3 separate regions of the Sus scrofa genome follow, and all the other regions are linked to region 3. A link is a contact called in public HiChIP or PLAC-seq data. All regions are on one chromosome and are shown on one strand. Each heading gives the region's core, a stretch centred on a gene start, on an enhancer-like site or on the middle of the called end of the contact. The rest is flanking DNA. Distances are from core to core; before and after follow the strand shown. Region 1 overlaps TMOD2 (tropomodulin-2). Region 2 overlaps TMOD3 (tropomodulin 3). Region 3 has its middle 5.6 kb from the start of DMXL2.

What was found. HiChIP or PLAC-seq counts read pairs in DNA pulled down with a chosen protein or histone mark.
Region 1: an H3K27ac HiChIP or PLAC-seq map of alveolar macrophages shows a contact between it and region 3, with 5 times the contacts expected there. The contact joins two enhancer-like sites. A contact is called at or near these places in 1 of 47 Hi-C or Micro-C datasets (alveolar macrophages) and 1 of 2 datasets of contacts at active chromatin or transcription factors (alveolar macrophages).
Region 2: a contact with region 3 is called in an H3K27ac HiChIP or PLAC-seq map of alveolar macrophages. The contact joins two enhancer-like sites. A contact is called at or near these places in 1 of 5 promoter capture datasets (liver) and 1 of 2 datasets of contacts at active chromatin or transcription factors (alveolar macrophages).

Annotation. Positions count from the first base shown.
Region 1 is chr1:119,983,132-119,986,489 of Sscrofa11.1, reverse strand. TMOD2 (tropomodulin-2) reads left to right here. Exons shown (of 10, transcript XM_001925676.5): 5 at 2,242-2,328. Among named protein-coding and RNA genes, the nearest start is that of TMOD2, 25 kb to the left of the region's middle. Within about 2 kb of position 1,664, at least 2 of the 83 cell types and tissues checked have an H3K27ac peak or open chromatin away from gene starts, as enhancers often do. A contact at or near this core is called in alveolar macrophages, where this site is marked.
Region 2 is chr1:119,908,631-119,912,402 of Sscrofa11.1, reverse strand. TMOD3 (tropomodulin 3) reads left to right here. Exons shown (of 10, transcript NM_214294.1): 2 at 3,082-3,281. The coding sequence starts at 3,156. Among named protein-coding and RNA genes, the nearest start is that of TMOD3, 38 kb to the left of the region's middle. Within about 2 kb of position 1,497, at least 4 of the 83 cell types and tissues checked have an H3K27ac peak or open chromatin away from gene starts, as enhancers often do. A contact at or near this core is called in alveolar macrophages, where this site is marked.
Region 3 is chr1:120,130,752-120,134,610 of Sscrofa11.1, reverse strand. No RefSeq gene overlaps it. Among named protein-coding and RNA genes, the nearest start is that of DMXL2, 5.6 kb to the left of the region's middle. Within about 2 kb of position 1,905, at least 1 of the 83 cell types and tissues checked has an H3K27ac peak or open chromatin away from gene starts, as enhancers often do. A contact at or near this core is called in alveolar macrophages, where this site is marked.

The DNA.
Region 1 (3,358 bases), core at 415-2,914, 150 kb after region 3:
TATAGTCAGTATTAAATTCACATATTTGAACCCCTCAGAAGTCACTGCAGGAGGTGAGGCACCTGCCTCACCCAGTTTAAGGGTGTTTTGTAGTGACTGTTCTTCTTAGCCATGAGCAGCCGTGAGCCTGCCATGGTTACTACTCTCCCCAAGGGTTGCTGCATGGTTTCCACTGGTTTTGCCCAGAGGGAGAATGCAGGGCTGGGCTTCAAGTCCCAGGAAATGCCTAAGAAAGGATAAAGAGAAAAACATCAGTCATGTAGAAGATACTAGACCCTCCACTTCATATGATAAAACCAGGGGAATCATCCCAATAGAAAGCTCCTCTTTGCTCAGCCTCCATCCCTCATCAAGTGCTCCCTCAGAACTCAGAAGGGAGCCCTGCTGGGGGTCAGGTGGAAGGGTCTTCTCTAGGGTAGATCTGTCTGGCAGATCAAGAGCAGCCCGTGAGTGAATAGGCTGCCATCTTTGAGCTTTAGATAAGAAAGTGTACCAATGCCTGCGCATATTGCTGTGGCAGGTGAAGAGCAGAAATATAGCTCATCAAGGGGGCAGAAGCTGACCTTCAAGACAGCACCTCCCAGAGTGGCCATGTTGCATTCTGGCCATCACCAGAGTCTTAATTCTCAACTCTGCTGGTCTAGAGACTTTATCTTATCAGTGCACGTAGGAGCAGTCAGATCAGGGCATGGCAGTGGAGACTGATCCACTAGTCAGTGCAAAGGAAACAGATAAAATAAAAATTATAACTTGGCAGTGGGAGCCAAATTACCATCAGAAGTTGCTTAGTGAGTATGGGGCCAGAGCAAGATATGTTTGTTGCCTGGTCTCAGTGGCTTGTATTTATCACACAGGGCATCTTCTCCCTGGACCATGCCAGAAACACAGTGACAAATTCTTATTTCTTTTTTCTTTTCTTTTTTTCTTTTTTGGTTTTTAGGGCCACACCGAGGCATATGGAGGTCCCCAGGCTAGGGGTCCAATTGGAACTACAGCTCCCTGCCTACACCACAGCCACAGCAACGCCAAATCTGAGCCATGTCTGCAACCTACACTACAGCTCATGGCAACGCCAGATCTTTAACCCACTGAGCAAGGCCAGGTATCGAACCTGCAACCTCATCATTCCTATTCGTTTCCGCTGTGCCACTAGGGGGACGCCAAATTCTTATTTCTTTAACAGGAATTTGTAAAGGACTTAGAGCAGTGCCTAATGCATAGGAAATCACTTAACTATTATAATAGATAAAGTATAATTATTATCCCTGTGTTACAGATGGGGAAAGTGAGGCTCAGAGGCATTTAACATCTTCTCGATTCATACAGATAGTACATGACGGTCAGGATTTAAACTCTAGCTGATCTCCCCTGACTGCCACTCTTAACCCCTAGATTCGCTGGCTTTGAACATGTGCCCTTTCTAGGCTGTGCTGGCTCCTCCTCCTTCAGGATGTAGATTACAGCCAATGAGGAACTCAGAGATGTGCCTCTGACACCTGTTGGCAGACTATTCTGGGATCCTTCCTCAGGTGGCCGCTTGTAATTTTTTACCTGGAATTTAATTACCAAAGGGAAAGCCGAATGGACAGTTGCAGTTGGAGCGTGCTCAGTGTTGTCATCCCCCCCCACCCGGTGCTGTCTCCTACATATTGTACTGCCCCCTGGTGCAAGTTCTGTGTAATGCAGGAGACTCAAAATCTCAGCCTGCTTGTCTCCTTTCCCACCCTGGGATTCTCCAGATGGAGAAAGGACAACTCTTTTTGGTCCTGAGATGGGAGAGATGGGGAGGCTTACATTGTTAGAGGCCCATGATCTTTCAGCTCTTTATCTCTGGAAAAACTGCATGCTGCAGTCTATATAATGTTAGATCTTAAAATATCCTTAGACTGGGTCCTACATTTTAAAGATAAGAAAACGGAGGGGGTGAATCATAACTAGGAAGTCTAAGCAGATTTTCAGTCTGGAAACATAACTAGACCATTGTCCCTCAGATCCTACATGATTCTACCTTTGAAGATATAGAAAGACCAGTGAAATTGCTCGTGGTCTTGGACAGGGGCAGGGGTGTTAAATAAGCTCATTTAACACTATACATGCATCACTTTGCAAGGCAAGAGAGCTCTAGGGACACTTCTCTTTATGACATGAAGAATTGTTCTTTGAGGGGCAAATTAACCATGTGGACACGTTAGTACGATTCCCCAAATATAAGGTTTATTCACTGATTATCTTCGCTTTCAGCTGTTCTTGGAGTACACAATCTACTCAACAATCCCAAGTTTGATGAAGAAACAACTGGCACAAAAGGAGGCAAAGGGCCTGTGAGAAGTAAGTTGACAGAAAGCTGTGGTTTTATGAAACTTGGGAGCCACTGGGTATTTTTGGAGGAGAGAGGCCTATTAACTGGGCCCCCTGGGGTGTCCAGAATTCATCCAGAATTCATTCAGGCTTTGAAGGTAGATTTTTCAGTTTGTCAAGGAACACTGGGCTCTGAGCAATAAAGCCACAGTGGAGTAGCCCATACTGGGAGTTCTGTCTGGAGGTGTAACTCATACCAAGTAGTGTGTTTTGCTCAGGATACACTCTCTTGGTAGGTCTGTCTGTTCAGCTAAAAGAGGAAATTACTGATAAAAAGGTTGACTAGTCAACACAGAATGAAGACAGAGTTTTATATTCCTGACAGTGGTTTTATGTTTGTTTGTTTGTTTGTTTGTTTGTTTTTCCTTTTGGCCACTCCACGGTATATGGAGTTACCAGACCAGGGATCAAATCCAAGCCACAATCCTTTAACCCACTGTGCCAGGCTGGCGATTGAACCTGTGTTCTGGCTCTGCTGGCGATTGAACCTGTGTTTTGGTGATTGAAACTGTGCCACAATGCAAACTCCTGTTCCTGACATTTAATCAACTGTAGTATCTTAAATAACTTTCCTTCTCTATTTGAATGTCTTTTCATCTCAGCAAGGATGCTTATCTTTAGCATTTGAATACCTACTCCTCCCAGAGAGCATGAAAGACACACTTGGCATGGCCTTGCTAGCCTGGAACATTCCAGACCACTGTCTTCTATGCCACCATTTCCTGGAAAAATGTACAATTCACTACACTCTCATTCATGCATCAGTCATTTACTAAATACCTGCCATGTCAAGAATGTTCTAGGTTTAGGTACAAAGGTGAAAGGTGGTCTCTGCCCAAAGGAAGTTATCTATCCATGGGAGGCACAGATCAATAATCAGGTAATTTCAGGAGTTCCCATTGTGGCACAGCAAAAACAAATCGGATTAGTACCATGAGGTTGTGGGTTCGATCCCTTGCCTTACTCAGTGGATTAAGGTTCTGGCGTTGCCAAGAGCTGT
Region 2 (3,772 bases), core at 248-2,747, 220 kb after region 3:
GTCTGACATTACCTATTAAACTTGAGTAATACCATACTCTTTTCCTAGCAATTCCACTCCTAGGTTTGAACAACTTGGAGAAACTTTTGCTCATGTATACCAGGAAATAGGTAACAAGATTGTTTATAGCAGAAGAAAAGAGCAGGAAAGACTACAAGTAATTGAGATGTTCATTTGTGCAGTGGAAGATGACATAGAAATGAAAATGAAGGAATTACAGCTTTCAGCATGAACTTAAAGCAATGCTGAGTATAAAAAGCAAATCACAGAAGGATACATACTTTATGTATCCATATAGATATAAGTACAAAAAAGCAAAACTAAAACTGTTTAAAGATACATATGTTTAAGGTAAAACTGTAGAGAAAGAATGATTAATTCAAAATTCAGTACAATGACTACTTCTTTTGTGGGGAGCAATGCAGTTGAAAAGGGGAACCTAAGAGTACTAGAAATCTTGTCTTTCTGAGTCTGGGCAGTGTGTTCATAATGTTCGTTTTAGTAATCTTTAAGCAATACTATAAATATGCTTTGCGTGACACATTTTACTTTGGGATAAAGAGCCATCTCTTGGAGTAACCTCTTTAGTCACTCTAAGGAATGTCATGTTCCAAATCCATAGACCCTGGGTGCCATATAACATTGCCTTTGCCCCTAATATCCCATTCCTATCATATTGTCCATTATAGTACCTTATTAGTAAGGTGACCATTGATTTCATGGCCCATACAGGCAAACTTGAGAGTAAAGTGAGGGGATGCTCGAATTAATTAAAATAACATGTATCTCTTTGAAATATTTATTAAACAAGAAGTTGGCTTTAATATTTAAACCTCAAGAATAAAATATTTTATAATGATTTTTTTTCCATTATAGCTGGTTTACAGTGTTCTGTCAATTTTATACTGTACAGCAAGGTGACCCAGTCACACATACATGTATACATACATTCTTTTTTCTCACATTGTCATGCTCCATTATAAGTGACTAGATATAGTTCCCAGTGCTATACAGCGGGAAAGAATAAATTATATTAAACCACATTAAAAAATTCTTGGGTTGATTATCCAAACATTTAAAAAATAGCGAAAGCTAAATAATTACTCTTGGTATGTATTCATGTACTTTTATTAATTTTTTACCCTTACCTGTCTCAAATACCATGTCATTGGTATTTTTAATGAAAGGGGTATTTTTTCAAAATGTTCTTCTTATAAGATGTTCTTATAAATCAAAAATAAATAATTTTCCCCTAAAATTGCCTGCCACATTATTTAGCATTGCATTTTATGGCTAGTATATTTGAAAGTGCTAATATATTCTATTGAATATTCTCTGCAGTTTTATTTTTATCTTTTTTCTTTGTACAGCTCCACACCTGCGGCATATGGAAGTTCCTGGGCTAGGGGTTGAATTGCAACTGACGGCCTATACCACAACCACAGCCATGCTGGATCCAAGCTGCATCTTATGGCAACTCTGGATCCTAACCCATTGAGCAAGGCCAGAGATAGAACCCACATCCTCATATAGATGACATGGGTTCTTAACCTGCTGAGTCACAACAGGAATTCTGACTCTCTTATTTTTAATCAAGGGAATACACTCTCCGGATACTTGATCAGCTTGTTGTCTTGAAGTTGAAAGTACAAAGGAGGTTTACCAGACTTAGTAATGACAACAGTGATAATACTTATGTGTTCAGTAAGTGAAAAAATCCAGAATAACTGCCAAACCAGATGAGGTGCCAGAGGAACAGGTGTAAGCCAGTTCTGTCTTGGGCAGTTACACAAAATGTCTGCAGTTTAACATCTGCCTAAGCACAGCTCTGTTAATTTGCTTGTTATTGGTCCCAGATGGTTGCTAGCTGACAGACCCCTGTGGTGAACCTTCCTTTCTTCTTAGGAGATGAAAACATATAAAGGGACCCATAAAATGTTACTGCTTTGAGAACGAAAATATACTAGTTAAAATACTAAGCTGGAAAAACTTGGGAGAAGGATGTGGGAAGTATATCCAAACTTTGAAGTACTGGGCATTTTGTGGCCAAGAAAAATTTAGCTAAATCACTAAATCTGAGGATTATTTCTTATTCACATAGAAATATTTATGAGACAAATGATCCACATATATGGCTAGAATTTATAGAAATACTTTATTTTTACTTCACACTTTTTTTTGTGGGACTTAACTGTAGGTATTTTTTTCCTATAGAATAGTCCTGCTGTATCTGGAAAAATGATGCTTGTTGAGTCACTTTGTAGCTCTTTGGGAGGGATCTCCAAGGTGAGGAAATGGTGAAGACCCTCCTGACCAGACTTGCCAGTCAATGGACAACACATCCCAGCATGGTTTTGAGTATTTTACTAAAATATTTTCAGAATGCTGTATATTTTTCCTTTAAAAATGCCTTTTCAAAAAAAATTTATTTATTTTTGGCTGCACTTGCAGCATACAGAAATTCCTGGGCCAGGGAATGAACCTGAGAGACAGCAGTGACAATGCCAGATCCTTAACCCACTGAGCCACCAGGGAACTCCTCAAACAATTTTTTTAAATGCACCATCTCAAAAAATATTTTTTTTCCAATGGCCACTCCTGCCATGGAGAGTATTTTAATGTCCCCTCTGTAATCATATTGAGTTAGAAAATAATGTTCTTCTAAGCAATTTACAGTAAAACAAACATGCCTCAAACATACTCTGCTTAAGCAAAGTACTCTAGTGGTAATCATTTTAAGCTGTTAATGGAAAAAAATTGTATTTTGGCACATATTATAAGCTCTTCCCCCCAAAACTTAGTTTTTAGAAAATCCAAATCCTTTCAAGTTGCTGTTTTAATAGATTTGAATTGTATTCCCTTCTCTCCCTCTTTTTTCCCAGTTGTGGTTTTTTGTTTTTGTTTGGCTGCTTTTTGTCAACAAGAGACAAAAAGTAAAAGCACTGAATGATCCATAGACAAGGGTAGTATGTGATATATGGTCAAAGTATATATGACACATGGAAATTATATTTCCTAAAATAGATCTAAGTAGGTGGAGGTAACTTAACATGTAAGTATTTTTGTTTCTTCTCTCCATAGCTGTAAGAAAAAATAGAAATCACTTTTGACTGTACTGAATAGCAAAAATTAAGTGATTTACTCTACTCCACACCATGGCACTATCATTCCGGAAGGACTTAGAAAAGTACAAGGACCTCGATGAAGATGAACTCCTTGGGAATCTATCAGAAGTAGAGCTGAAACAACTAGAAACTGTTCTGGATGATCTTGACCCTGAGGTAGGTCCTAGGTAATAAAGAGAAATGAAATAATTTTTCAAACCCTTTGATACCAAGTAGCTGCCTTTGAACAGTTAGCTTTTTCATGACTTTTCCCTGATGCTGCCAACCTCCTCCTCCTCTTTATCCAGATGAACTTTTTGTCTGCTTTCCATTTCTTCCACTTCTGACTCATATTTCTACTGACATATTTGTTCTCAACTATTTTCTCCAACATCTTTGTTTTCAAACATCTCCTGAAATTTTCTTTCCTGTAAGAAATCTTTTCTCTCTTGGCAGGGGAGACTGTCTTTGGTAAATACAGCCGATGATTAACTTTTTTTCCCTTTTTTGGCCATGGTTCATATCTGAGCTAGAGGTACAACCTATGCTGTAGCTGTGGCAGTGCCAGATCCTTAACCAATTGTGCAGGGCCAAGGATCGAACCTGTGTCCCAGTGCTCCAGAGACGCCACCGATCCCATTATCCACAGTGGGAACTCCTGGTCCAGA
Region 3 (3,859 bases), core at 656-3,155:
TTCTTCTTCCTTTTGGTATCAACTCAAAATCTGAAGCCTGTATCCACTTGCTCCTCTCTTCCCTTATGAATCCTTTAAATGATGTTTTTTGGCCAGTCCCGAAGCATGCAAGTTCCACGGCTAGGGATCAAGCCTGCCCCACAGCAGTGACAATGCTGGATCCTTAACCCACTGAGCCACCTGGGAACTCCTTAAATGACTTCTTGATAACAACATCTCAAAGTAGCAACTGGCTAGTTAAGTTTCCTAAGATTATAGCTGAGTGTTTTGTTGTTCAATTTGACCAACCAGAACTCATGCCAGGAGTTCCTGTTGTGGAACAGTGGAAACGAATCTGACAAGGAACCATGAGGTTGCATGTTTGATCCCTGGCCTTGTTTAGTGGGTTAAGGATCCAGAATTGCGATGAGCTGTGGTGTAGGCCAGCAGCTGTAGCTCCAATTCAAGGGGAACCTCCACATGCCGCAGGTGCAGCCCTAAAAAGCAGAAAAAAAAAAAAGAAAAAAAAAAAAAAAAAACAACTCATTCCAGACTAACACAGCAAGTTTCCTTATTAGCCCACCTACCTGGACAGCTGTACTCCATTTTAACTATCCACAGTCATCTCTTCCTTGTTCATCCACCTTTTGCATGGACCTAAAAATAAAGTGAGGATTCTTTCTTCCCATCTGGAAGTATCAGTCTCGTATCACTAACAAAACATGCTAATACAACTGTAAGGTATGGCTTCTTATGTCCACAAGTTTTTGTTTTTGATTGACATACAATTAATATATAACATTATATTAGTTTTGGGTATACAACATAATGATTCAATGATTGTGTATATTGCAAAATGACCACCACAATAAGTCTGGCTAATATCCATAACTTCATATAGTTACAAAAAAATTTTTTCTTGTGATGCAAATTTTCAGATCTACTCACTTAGCAACGTCAGATGTGCCATACAGTATTATTAAATAAAGTCACCATGCTGTACATTTTCATTACATCTCCATGACTTATTTATTTTATAACTAGAAGTCTACAAGTTTTAATAATAACAAATATTGTTCCTTTGGGGTTGGGTTTAATGGAAGGGTAGATGTCTGAGATACTTAATTTCCCAGGATACTCATGTTTACTAGTTATCTATTACTGTGTAACAAATTATCCCAAAATTTAGTCCCTAAAATCAACAATAAATACAGTTTCTGTGCATGGAGAATTCAATAGTGGCTTAGTTGGGAAGTTCTAGTTCTGAGTGCCTCAAAATGCCAGCTAAATACTAAATAGAAGAAGCTAGACACAAAAGACCACATATTGCATGATGTGGTCCATTTAAGTTTTCTGAAAAAGCAAATCTGTAGACAGAGAAAATAGATTAGTGGTTGCTTGGGGGTGGTGGTGGAATGGGAAGTAACTACTAATGGGCATGGGGTTTCTTTTGGCATGAAAATATTCCAAAATTAGACTGTGGTCATGGTTACACAACTCTGTAAATTTACTAGAAATCACTGAATCACCCAAAATATGTTAAATTTATGGTAAATAAACTACAACCTCAATGAAGCTGTCTAAAAAAGAGGTGTCATCCAGGGCTATAGTCAAGTGAAAGTCTGACTGAGACTAAGGGACCTGCCTCCAAGACAGCACACGCTTGTAGCTGGCAAGCAGCTCCTAGGAGCTGAGTGGAGGCCTCAGGTCCTCACTTTGTGGTCCTTTCCATGGTGCTCCAGAGGCATAGCAACTGGCTTCCCCCAGAGCAAGGAAGCTGAGAGAGAGAGCCACATGGAAACTACAGTGTCTTTTATATCCTGGCCTCACAAATCACACACCATCACTTCCACCATATTGTTTTAGATACCCAGGCCAGTCATGATTTAGTGTGGGAGAGTATTTCCCAAGAGAATGAATACCAGGAAATCAGAATGACTGGGTACCTTCTTGGAAGCTATCATCGACAGAACTCAAGGCTTTTATCCTCAAGCACTGGGGCATCATTTGTGTCATTCTTATTCTTGTCTATCGAGGTAACTGGAATTTCTATTCTCAAATCTAAAGTGCTGTAATGTTGATCTTTGATGTATCTGTTATCAGTTCTCTACTGGTGAACTATGTGTATGTTTTAAATATTGAATTTCCCAAGTGAGTCCATTCATTCGTGGGGTCTAACACCCATGTTTTTCAATGTTTATTCTAGTTGTAGAGACCTTACAGTTTTCTTACAGATGTCTCACACTTTAAGATATTTTCTTTAGTTGATAGCAATGAAAGCCCTGACTACCTATTACCCATACATTTTGCAAGGTCTATTGCACTAAGTCTGAAGTTTATATACTAGCAATGCTTTCATTGTTTTTGAGTCATAAGCCGTAGTGGTAATGTATTTTAATCTAAAATATCAAGGGAGTGACCCTATTTAACTATTGCTGTGTAACAAACCACTCTGAAATTTATGTAGCTAAAAATAATGACATTATTTTTCATGCTCTGTGGATTGGGTAGAGAGTTCCTCCACTCTTTTCACTTGGACTCATACATACAGCTGGAGGGGTCATCTGGGGGTAGAAGGTCTGAGATGGGTTTAAGGCTGGCAATTGATGCCTGTTGTTGGCTGGGGTGCCTTGGTTCCCTTCCATGCAGCCTTTTCATCCTCCATAGGCTAGCTAGACTGACTTCCATAGCAGATTCAGGCCAAGTCTTAAAGGTTATACACCATAACTAGTACTGCATTCCTTGGTCAAAACAAGTCACAGACTGAGCACAGATTCAAGGGCTAGCAAAATAAATTCCATACTTTCAATGGGAGGGACAAAAGAGCCACATTGCAAAGGGTTATAGGAGGAATTGTCTTAGCCATCTTTGCAGTCTTTGTCACAGACCCAAACTCTACATCTGACCATCTCTCTGGCCCTTGATTTGTTATATTTGCTTTGCTTTAACTAAGAACACCACTTATAATAATTTAAAAAAAAAGACGTAGAAAATACAATAATAAAAGACTACCACTTTTAAGATATAAAAACGTATATATTTGCTATGATGTCTTTCTTTGGTATTGGCAGCAGCAAATTACTCTTTTCTTGATGATTATACCTCAGAATCTTAGCTCTTTAACTCAAACCTCATGTCTTTAGCTTTTTATCCCTAATATGGATGGACTGAACACAGGGTAATTTTTAGAAGGGCAGGGATGAATATTTATGAATCGTATAAGCAGGTGAAAAGATATGTTTTGATCAAGTTGGACTCTTTTGTTGCTAGGAACCAATAAGACTGTTCATCTTAGAGGAATTGTAGTGAAGGGTTCATTTTTTTTGCAGGCACTGTTTATGATTTTACTGTGAAAAGTAAGATATGCTACAAATACCCCTAATTTCCTTAAGTATCAATGTTTCATAAACTCATTTAAGTGAGAGCTTAAGTGGAAACTAATTTTTTAAATTTTTGGTATTTAAAGAATTATTACGGAGAATAGACCAGATGGGATATGAACTGACCCCTGCTTATCTTTCCAAATTCATCTTTTGTTAGCCCTGACCTCCGAAGAGATGTTGCAGCTACACTGGTGTACAGGTAATTCCTTTGGTCTTTCAAAACTCTGGAAACTGACTACTTCCCTACTGTGGAAACTCCATCACCACAATCACCACTGCCACCACCACAGTCTGACCAATTTCTGTTCTTAAAAACTCAGCTGACTCAGCGGAAACAAATCTGACTAGTATCCATGAAGATGCAGGTTCAATCCCAGGCCTCGCTCAGTGAATTAAGGATCCAGCATTGCCATGAGAAGAGGTATAGGTCAAAGATGCAGATCCCATGTGGCTGTGGCTGTGGTGTAGGCCAGCCGGCAGCTATAGCTCTGATTCAA